Regions from separate parts of the Macaca mulatta genome. Here region 2 is linked to region 1. Evidence: chromatin contacts called from public Hi-C data. All regions are on one chromosome and are shown on one strand. Each heading gives the region's core, a stretch centred on a gene start, on an enhancer-like site or on the middle of the called end of the contact. The rest is flanking DNA. Distances are from core to core; before and after follow the strand shown.

Region 1 (4,081 bases), core at 704-3,203:
ATCGAGCCATTGCACTCCAGTCTCGGCAACAAGAGTGAAACTCCGTCTCAAAAAAAAAAAAAAGCTAGAAACAAAAAAAAGTACAAAAATAAAGTACAGAAGTAGGCAAAACTAATCTATGACGTCACAAGTCAGGTAGGGAGCATTTATTGGAATCAAGGGTGGCCAGGTATGTTCAATTTCTTAATTGTTAGTGACACCTGTGTTCAGTTTGGAAAATTCATCACTTGAACACTTACGATCTATCCACCCTTCTACAGGTATAGCACACTTCAGTAAAAAGAAGGCATTACAAACACCAGATGGTTGGAAACCACCCTCTGAGGAAGCTGGGCATCTCCCTTGCCATCTCAGCAAAACTTTCTTCCCAGAGAAACCCCAGCACACAACCCTGGGGAAGCTGGCAGCGCCCAGGAAGCCTGATTGGCCCCAGGGCATCAGAATCACTGACCAGTTCTTTTAAGTACGTGTAATCCAGCTGGGTGCGGTGGCTCACGCCTGTAATCCCAGCACTTTGGGAGGCCCAGGCGGGGGGATCATCTGAGGTCAGGAGTTGGAGACCAGCCTGGCCAACGTGGTGAAACCCCGTCTCTACTAAAAATACAAAAATTAGACGGGCGTGGTGGTGGGCGCCTGTAATCCCAGCTAATCCGCAGCCTGAGGCAGGAGAATCGCTTGAACCCGGGAGGAGGTTGCAGTGAGTCCAGATCGCACCAGCCTGGGCGACAGAATTAGACTCCGCCTCAAAATAAAATAAATAAATAAATAAAATTGTCTTCACAAATACGGGATCATACAGCACCTGCCTGGATTCTCTTCAAAGACAAAACTTCCAAAACCAACACGTAAAGGCTCGCAGAAGTCTGTCTCGGAATAACGGTCATTCCTTTTCTTCCCCATCATGACCTTTGGGAAGTGCGCCCTTCAAATGGGAGCGGGGGAGGCAACCATCCGAATCCAGGTCCCGCCCGCCTCCCGCGGGAACCCGACCGCGCCGCTCTGAAGCACCTGCGGGGAAGGAGGTCACCTTCCCTGGGCGCTTTAAATCATCCAGTGCTTACACCTGGATTCCGACATGGGAAAAGAAGTAGGATTTCCCTCGGGCCTCCCTTAAGTCATTTTATTCCACCAAACACGAGGAAAAATCCCGGGGAGTGGGGGCGGGGAGAGTGAGTTTCCGACTGAAACTGACCGGAGAGGGGGGACCCGCACCCCACCCGCGCCACTCGCCACCAGAGGCGTCAGGGGCGCCGACTCCGCGGCTCCAGTGAACCCAAGCGGATTCGGCTCAGCCACGGGCTACCTGCTAAACACCCTGAAAGGAGCAGGGGGCAAAACGGGGTTCCGCGCAGCGCGTCAATCACGCTGCGCGGAAAATCCCGATAACCAGGGAGCCCGCAGGGAGCCAGGGGACCCGAGTGGGCGTGGCGCGCGCGGAGGGGCGGCCGCGCAGGAGGCCGGGGTTCTGCGCCGTCTCCCACCAACCTCGACCTCGGCCCGGGACCGCCGGCCGGGAGCGGCCACAACCCGGGGGTGAGCGGGGGACGAAAGGCCGGGAGGGTGGGAGCCGGTTCGGGCCTGGTCCGGACCCCGGCTGAGGCTGGGAGCGGCGGCGAGGGCCGGAGCCGGAGACTTCGGAGGGGAGCTCGGGCGGGGCTGGGGTCCCGGGTGGGAAAGCCTGGCCGGAAAGGGGCGCCCGGGAGAGGCCGGAGAGTCGGGGACCCCGGGCTGCGGGAAGGCCCGGGCAGGCAGGGCGACAGGGCCGCGCCTCGCGCCTCCTCACCGTGGTCCTGGTTGAAGCCGGCGTAGAGCAGCCCGTTGCCGTGAGGGTTACACGGCAGGAGGTTCATGGCTCCGCGATGCTGGGCCGCCGCTCCTCAGCGCCGCATGCCGCTCGCCGGGGCCGGCGGTCTGGTCCCCTCTGGCCGGCGCTGAGGCCGCCGCGGCCGGAAGTGCCGGACGTGCGTGCGTGCGTGCTGGACGTGCGTGCGTGCTGGACGTGCGTGCGTGCTGGACGTGCGTGCGTCCTAGATGTGCGTGCGTGCTGGACGTCCGTGCGTGCACGCGCGCCCCCCAGGGAACCTATGGAGCGCCGAGCGCATCTAACCAAAGCGAGGCGAGGCAAGGCCGGGCAGGGAGGGGAGGGGCGGGGCGGGGAGGGGCGGGGAGGGGCGGGGCGGGGAGGGGCGGGGCGGGGAGGGGCGGGGCGAGGCGGGGAGGGGCGGGACGGGGCGAGGCGGGGAGCGGCGGGGAGAGGCGAGGCCGGGAGGGACTGGGCGGGGCGAGGAGGGGCGAGGCGGGCGGGGCGAGGTGGGGCGAGGCGGGCGGGGCGAGGTGGGGAGAGGCGGGCGGGGAGGGGCGGGGCGAGGAGGGGCGGGGCGGGAGGCGCGGGAGGGGCGGGAGGGGAGGGGAGGGGCGGGACGAGGGGGGCGGGGCGGGAGGGGCGGGGCGGGGCGAGGAGGGGCGGGGCGGGAGGCGCGGGAGGGGTGGGAGGGGAGGGGCGGGCGGGGCGGGAGGGGCGGGACGAGGGGGGCGGGGCGGGCGGGGAGGGGCGGGGCGAGGAGGGGAGGGGCGGGAGGCGCGGGAGGGGCGGGAGGGGAGGGGCGGGGCGAGGAGGAGCGGGCGGGGAGGGGCGGGGCGGGCGGGGCGGGCGGGGCGGGACGAGGGGGGCGGGGCGAGGAGGGGCGGGCGGGGCGGGGCGGGGCGGGAGGGGCGGGACGAGGGGGGCGGGACGAGGGGGGCGGGGCGGGAGGGGCGGGGCGGGGCGGGAGCATCGAGCAAGTTCGAGGGAGGGTCCGGCCTTGTCATGCGCGGGGTCGCCGTGGGACGGAGGATGGCCCCTTGAGGGCTTGGCACCGACACCTGACGGTCAGAGGAAGGAGGGAGAGCCGGTGAGGGAGGCTGACCCAAACTGAGGCCCGGTGCATCATCCCTCAGGAGAGGCAAGCGCAGAAGCGCCACAATACTAGGGACCCCCTTCAGGACACACCGACCGCCAGGACAGAGACCTTCCCAGGACACGCAGCCCCCCCCCAGGACACACAGCCCATAGAGGACACAACCGTTAGGACCCCACCGAAAGGACAGGTGGTCCTCACACAGCACAGCCCCCGCAGGACTCCAGGCCCTCAGGTCACATTGCCCAGAAGACACAGGGGCCTCCCAGGACTCACAGCCCCCTGGGAAACACACAGCCTCCCCAGGACACAGAGCCCCCCAAGACACGCAGACCCCCAGGACACAGAGCCCCCCCCAAGACACGCAGACCCCCAGGACACAGAGGCCTCCCCAGGACACAGAGCCCCCCAAGACACGCAGACCCCCAGGACACAGAGCCCCCCCAAGACACGCAGACCCCCAGGACACAGAGGCCTCCCCAGGACACAGAGCCCCCCAAGACACGCAGATCCCCAGGACACAGAGGCCTCCCCAGGACACAGAGCCCCCCAAGACACGCAGACCCCCAGGACACAGGACCCCCAGGACACAGAGCCCCCCAAGACACGCAGACCCCCAGGACACAGAGGCCTCCCGGGACACGCAGATCCCCAGGACACAGAGCCCCCCCAAGACACAAAGACCCCCAGGACACAGAGGCCTCCCAGGACACGCAGATCCCCAGGACACAGAGCCCCCCAAGACACGCAGACCCCCAGGACACAGGACCCCCAGGACACAGAGCCCCCCAAGACACGCAGACCCCCAGGACACAGAGGCCTCCCAGGACACAGAAGCGCCCCCAAGGACATGTGCCCCCCCCAAGGCAGAGGCCCCCTCCAGGTCACAGAGTCCCCACCCCCGGACATAGGGGCCCCCTAGGACACACAGCCCATAGAGGACACAGCCCTTTAGGACTCCACCTAAAGGACAGGTGGCCCTCACACAGCACAGCCCCCGCAGGACTCCGGGCCCTCAGGTCACGTTGCTCACAGGACGCAGTTCTCCTCCACTCTTAGGGTCAGGCTGCTGAGGGCGTCCTGGTCACGGAGCTTTGTCCCCGGGGTAGGCTCACGCAGTGGATGGCCGTGGAGGCCTGAGTGCTGACCCTCGTTTCTCCTGCCCAGGGAGTCCTCTCCACTCC
Region 2 (4,246 bases), core at 154-2,653, 110 kb after region 1:
AAGTCAGGTGGCCCCTATTTCTGGGCTCGCAGGCGGTGCTGGGGCTGGACACCAGAGCGGCTCGCGAGTGGGCTTTGCCTTATTTCCAAGAACGAGGCCGGGGCGCCCTGAGGCCGGCGGTAACGCAGCCGTTGCTCCCGTAGGTGAAGATCCCGGATCTGTTTTGTGGCCTAGAGATTGTCCCCGCGTTGCTCCACGGGGATCTCTGGTCAGGAAACGTGGCTGAGGACGACGTGGGGCCCATTATTTACGACCCGGCTTCCTTCTATGGCCATTCGGAGTTTGAACTGGCAATCGCCTTGATGTTTGGGGGGTTCCCCAGATCCTTCTTCACCGCCTACCACCGGAAGATCCCCAAGGCTCCGGGCTTCGACCAGCGGCTGCTGCTCTACCAGCTGTTCAACTACCTGAACCACTGGAACCACTTCGGGCGGGAGTACAGGAGCCCTTCGCTGGGCACCATGCGGAGGCTGCTCAAGTAGCGGCCCCTGCCCCTGCTCATGCCCTTGCCCCCCTTCCCCCTGCCCCTGTCCCCGACCCCCGGTTCCGTCCCCCCGGTCCCTGCCCCCCTGTTCCCGTCCCTTTGTCCCCGTCCCCTCTGTCCCTGTCCCCCGTCCCCGACCCCCAGCTCGGTCCCCCCCGTCCCCCCGTCTCCGACCCCCGGTTCCATCCCCCCCGTCCCTGCCCCCCGTCCCCGTCCCCCTTCCCCCTCCCAGATCCTGGGGACCAATAAAGCCCGCAGCGGGCCTCGGCTGGCGTCCTGCGCCTCCTTCCTCCGCGCGTGGGGCTGCTTTTCAGGGCCAGACGCACGGCCAGCTGTGCGCGGACGTGTTTGCGGCGGTTCAGGGGAAACGCACGCGGACCCGGTGGCCAAGACCAAATTCCGCGGGTCCCAGCGCGGCGGGAGTGGGAGTCAGGGCGGTAGGCTCTGAGGGGTGGGTCCCTGGGCCCGCCTCGCGCCCCCACGCGTGCTCAGACCCCGCCCCGCTCCACCTTCCCGCGGCTCCACCTCGCATACCCGCCCCTGCCCTAGGCGTGTTGAGGCCCCGCCCACCCCCTCCGGCCCCACCGCAAGCCCCGCCCCTCCCGCCCACGCGTGCCCGGGCCCCGCCCCCGTCGCGTCAGCCCCGCCGCCTGCCCACGCGTGCTCAGGCCCCGCCCCGGCGTCCCCCGGCCCTACCCGCAGCCCCGCCCCCTCCCCGCCCACCGCGTGCTCAGGCTCCGCCGAGCGGTCCCGGCTCCATTCGCGCCCCGTGTCTGTCCGCGGCGCGCTCTTCCAGAACCTTTGGGCCCCGCCCCCGCTCGCGTCCTCACGTGCACGGCGCGGTCCCGCGCGCGGTAGTTTGGCGGCCGGCGCGTTCCGTAGCGAGGCCGGCGAGCGGGGTCGGAGGTCGCGGGGCGGGGCCAGCGTCGGTTGCCGCCTCAGCGGGCGCCTCCTTTTCATCCCTCATCTCTCATCCCCGGCGCTCACGCTCTAGCGGAGTCGGAGCTGCGAGTCCGTGAGGCGGAGGCGCGGTCCCCAGGCAGCCGAGATGGCCTTGAGCGACGAGCCGGCCGCGGGCGGCCCCGAGGAGGAGGCGGAGGAGGAGACACTGGTCTTCCGCGCGGCGCTGGAAGCGTTCGGCGAGAGCGCGGAGACCCGGGCGCTGCTGGGCCGCCTGCGGGAGGTGCACGGCGGCGGCGTGGCGCGCGAGGTGGCCCTGGAGCGGTTCCGCGGTGCGTGGGCGGGGTCGCGCGCCCGCTTCCTCCCCCAGCCCGGGCTCGGCGCCCCGGGTGCACTTTCCTGGGCGGGGACCGCAGCCCGACGGCGCCGGCCGCTCTGCGAGGGCTGCCGGTGCGCGGTCCCGCGGGCCGTGGTGGGGCGCGGCCTTCCCAGGCGGGAGAGGGCCACGCGGGCGCGGCGTTAGGTGCACGGGGCAGACGCGCGCCGCCCTTGGGGGGACTGTGGCCCGCGGAGCGCCTGCTCGCGCGCGGGGTGAAGCCTCTGCGGCCTCCCGCCCCGTCCCCGTCACTGGAGGAGGTGCCCGGGCCGGGGAGACTCGGGCCAGCCCCCTCCGGACGGCCGGTCAGCCCTGCCGTGCCTGCCTCCACCGAGCGCGGTTCCTGTGAATGCCGTGTGGACAGGGAGATAGGGAACGGGAGGGGGAACGCAGGGAACAAACCTGCAAACAAAGGGCGCCGTGGGTGGGGAGGGCAGCAGCCTGCCGGTTCCGTGGACGCGGTGGACAGCGCGGGCTGGCTGGCCGGGTCCGTGCCTCTGCAGGCGGGGTGCGGTGTGGGTACCCCGTGGAGGCCATTCGATGCATCTCAATTCTCGGAGTTCAGATCCACCTTTACCGCTGTCTCTAGTGGGTTATTTCCAAACAAGTCCTTAGGACCTCGTAGTTAAATAGTTACGTAGGGTTTTGTAAATCAGTGAAATCATCTTTGTAGACCCTTTGAGTAAGAAGAACTTCTGCGATGACAGCACTCTGATTTTAGGAGTCAGGCAGGGTGGGGGCCCGTGGCGGGGGAGTGCGGGCTACGGCGTCAGATGCTCCTGCCTGTGAATTCTGGCCCTGTCACTTGGACCTGATACTTCATTGCCCGTTTCTTCGGCTGTAAGCTGGGGCGAATAACGATACCTCTGTGCAGAACTGTTCTGAGGGTGAGGGACCCTCATCCAGGAACCAGTGAAGCCAGATTTCTGGTTCCTGGTGTAAGAGCCCAATGGGTTCTTTATTTTTTCTCTTTTTCTTTTTTTTGAGACGAAGTCTTGCGCTGTTGCCCAGGCTGGAGTGCAGTGGTGCGATCTCAGCTCACTGCAGCCTCTACCTCCCGGGTTCAAGCGATTCTCCTGTCTCAGCCTCCTGGGTAGCTGAGACTGCAGGCGCGCGCCACCACGCCCAGCTCGTTTTGTATTTTTCGTAGAAGGGGTTTCACCATGTTGGCCACGCTGGTGTCAAAATCCTGACCTCAAGTGGTCGCCTGCCTCAAGCTCCCAAAGTGTTGAGATTACAGGTGTGAGCCACCGCGCTCGGCCCCAGTGGGTTCTTCTTGCGGTCTGCCCAGATAGAGTTGATTTGTCAGGGCGGGGGAATTTCGATGGAGGTTTAGTTCATGCAGAGCTGGTTGAAAGGGAGACTAGACTAGGAGTGTGTGTTTTTTTTTTTGAGGCGGAGTCTCACTTTGTCCCCCAGGGTGGAGTGCAGTGATGAGATCTTGGCTCACTGTAACCTCCACAACCTCCACCTCCCGGGTTCAAGCGATTCTCCTGCCTCAGCCTCCCGAGTAGCTGGGACTACAGCTGCGTGCGACCACGCCCGCCTAATATTTTTGTATTTTTAGTAGAGACGGGTTTCAGCGTGTTAGCCAGGATGGTCTGCATCTCCTGAGCTCGTGATCCATCCGCCTCAGCCTCCCAAAGTGAGCCACCACGCCCAGCTGGAGTTTTATTATTACTCAAATCAGTTTCCCTGAGAATTTGAGGGTTAGGGTTTTTTAGAGGTAATCTGGGGGAAAGGATGCGGGTGGCTGATTGGATAGGGGCATACAATCATAGGGGAGTCGGAAATGATCCTCCGTGATGTGCTGAATCGCTTCTGGGTGGGGCCCCAGGAGCAGTGGGCGGGTCCAGGTGGAGCTTTCATGGGTCGGAGGATCCTAGTGTAGGTGTCGGACTTGGAAACAATCTGAACAGACATCTTTAAAGGCCGACTCAGATTCTGCAATGGTGATGTGGTCTGCAGGAGTAATTGGAGAACTCGCATGTCTTGTGATCTCAAGAATAATGGCTGGCAATTATGTTACACCTCAGCGGAATTCAGGCTCCCCGCCTCCTAGCCTGGCAGCCTCTAACTTTACAAAGGCAGTTGGGTTTTGGGGAAGGGCCCTTAGCATGTAAGCTGTCAGCTAAATATCTCCCAAAGGTAACTTAAACTTGAAGACTAAAGGCATGAGGGGGTTGGCTGGATCAGATCTCCCGCATTGCCATAGTTTCCTCACTGATCTAACTTTTGCAAAGGCAGTTTTGCTGGGAAGCAGTGGGTGTGTTCAGATGTGGAGATGGGAGCTGCCGGATTGGACAGAAGCAATTTCAGCTGCTGAGAGGAGGCCAAATAGGTGGCTCAGGGTCTGGGAAGCTGAGTCATGGGTTTGAAGAGCTGGCAGCTGTGTGGAAGGGAGCAGTGCCTGGGTATGTGAACCAAAAACCTGAGACAAGTCTCAATCAGTTTAGGTTAAGGATGTGCCCGTGAGGCAGCCTCAG

Evidence for each region. A called contact is a pair of places that touch in the nucleus more often than the background predicts.
Region 2: a Hi-C map of fetal cortical plate shows a contact between it and region 1, with 1.8 times the contacts expected there. The contact joins the promoter of TBCD here to the promoter of WDR45B in region 1. A contact is called at or near these places in 2 of 14 Hi-C or Micro-C datasets (fetal cortical plate and liver).

The regions. Positions count from the first base shown.
Region 1 is chr16:92,359,487-92,363,567 of T2T-MMU8v2.0, forward strand. WDR45B (WD repeat domain 45B) reads right to left here and starts at 1,954. Exons shown (of 10, transcript XM_028837040.2): 1 at 1,784-1,954. The coding sequence starts at 1,850. It overlaps LOC114673233 (a long non-coding RNA gene), which reads left to right and starts at 2,017. Exons shown (of 3, transcript XR_003723959.2): 1 at 2,017-2,121.
Region 2 is chr16:92,466,065-92,470,310 of T2T-MMU8v2.0, forward strand. TBCD (tubulin folding cofactor D) reads left to right here and starts at 1,404. Exons shown (of 39, transcript XM_077973415.1): 1 at 1,404-1,716. The coding sequence starts at 1,533. The region is part of intron 1 of RAB40B (RAB40B, member RAS oncogene family); the gene reads right to left. FN3K (fructosamine 3 kinase) reads left to right here. Exons shown (of 5, transcript XM_077973491.1): 5 at 144-757. The coding sequence ends at 482.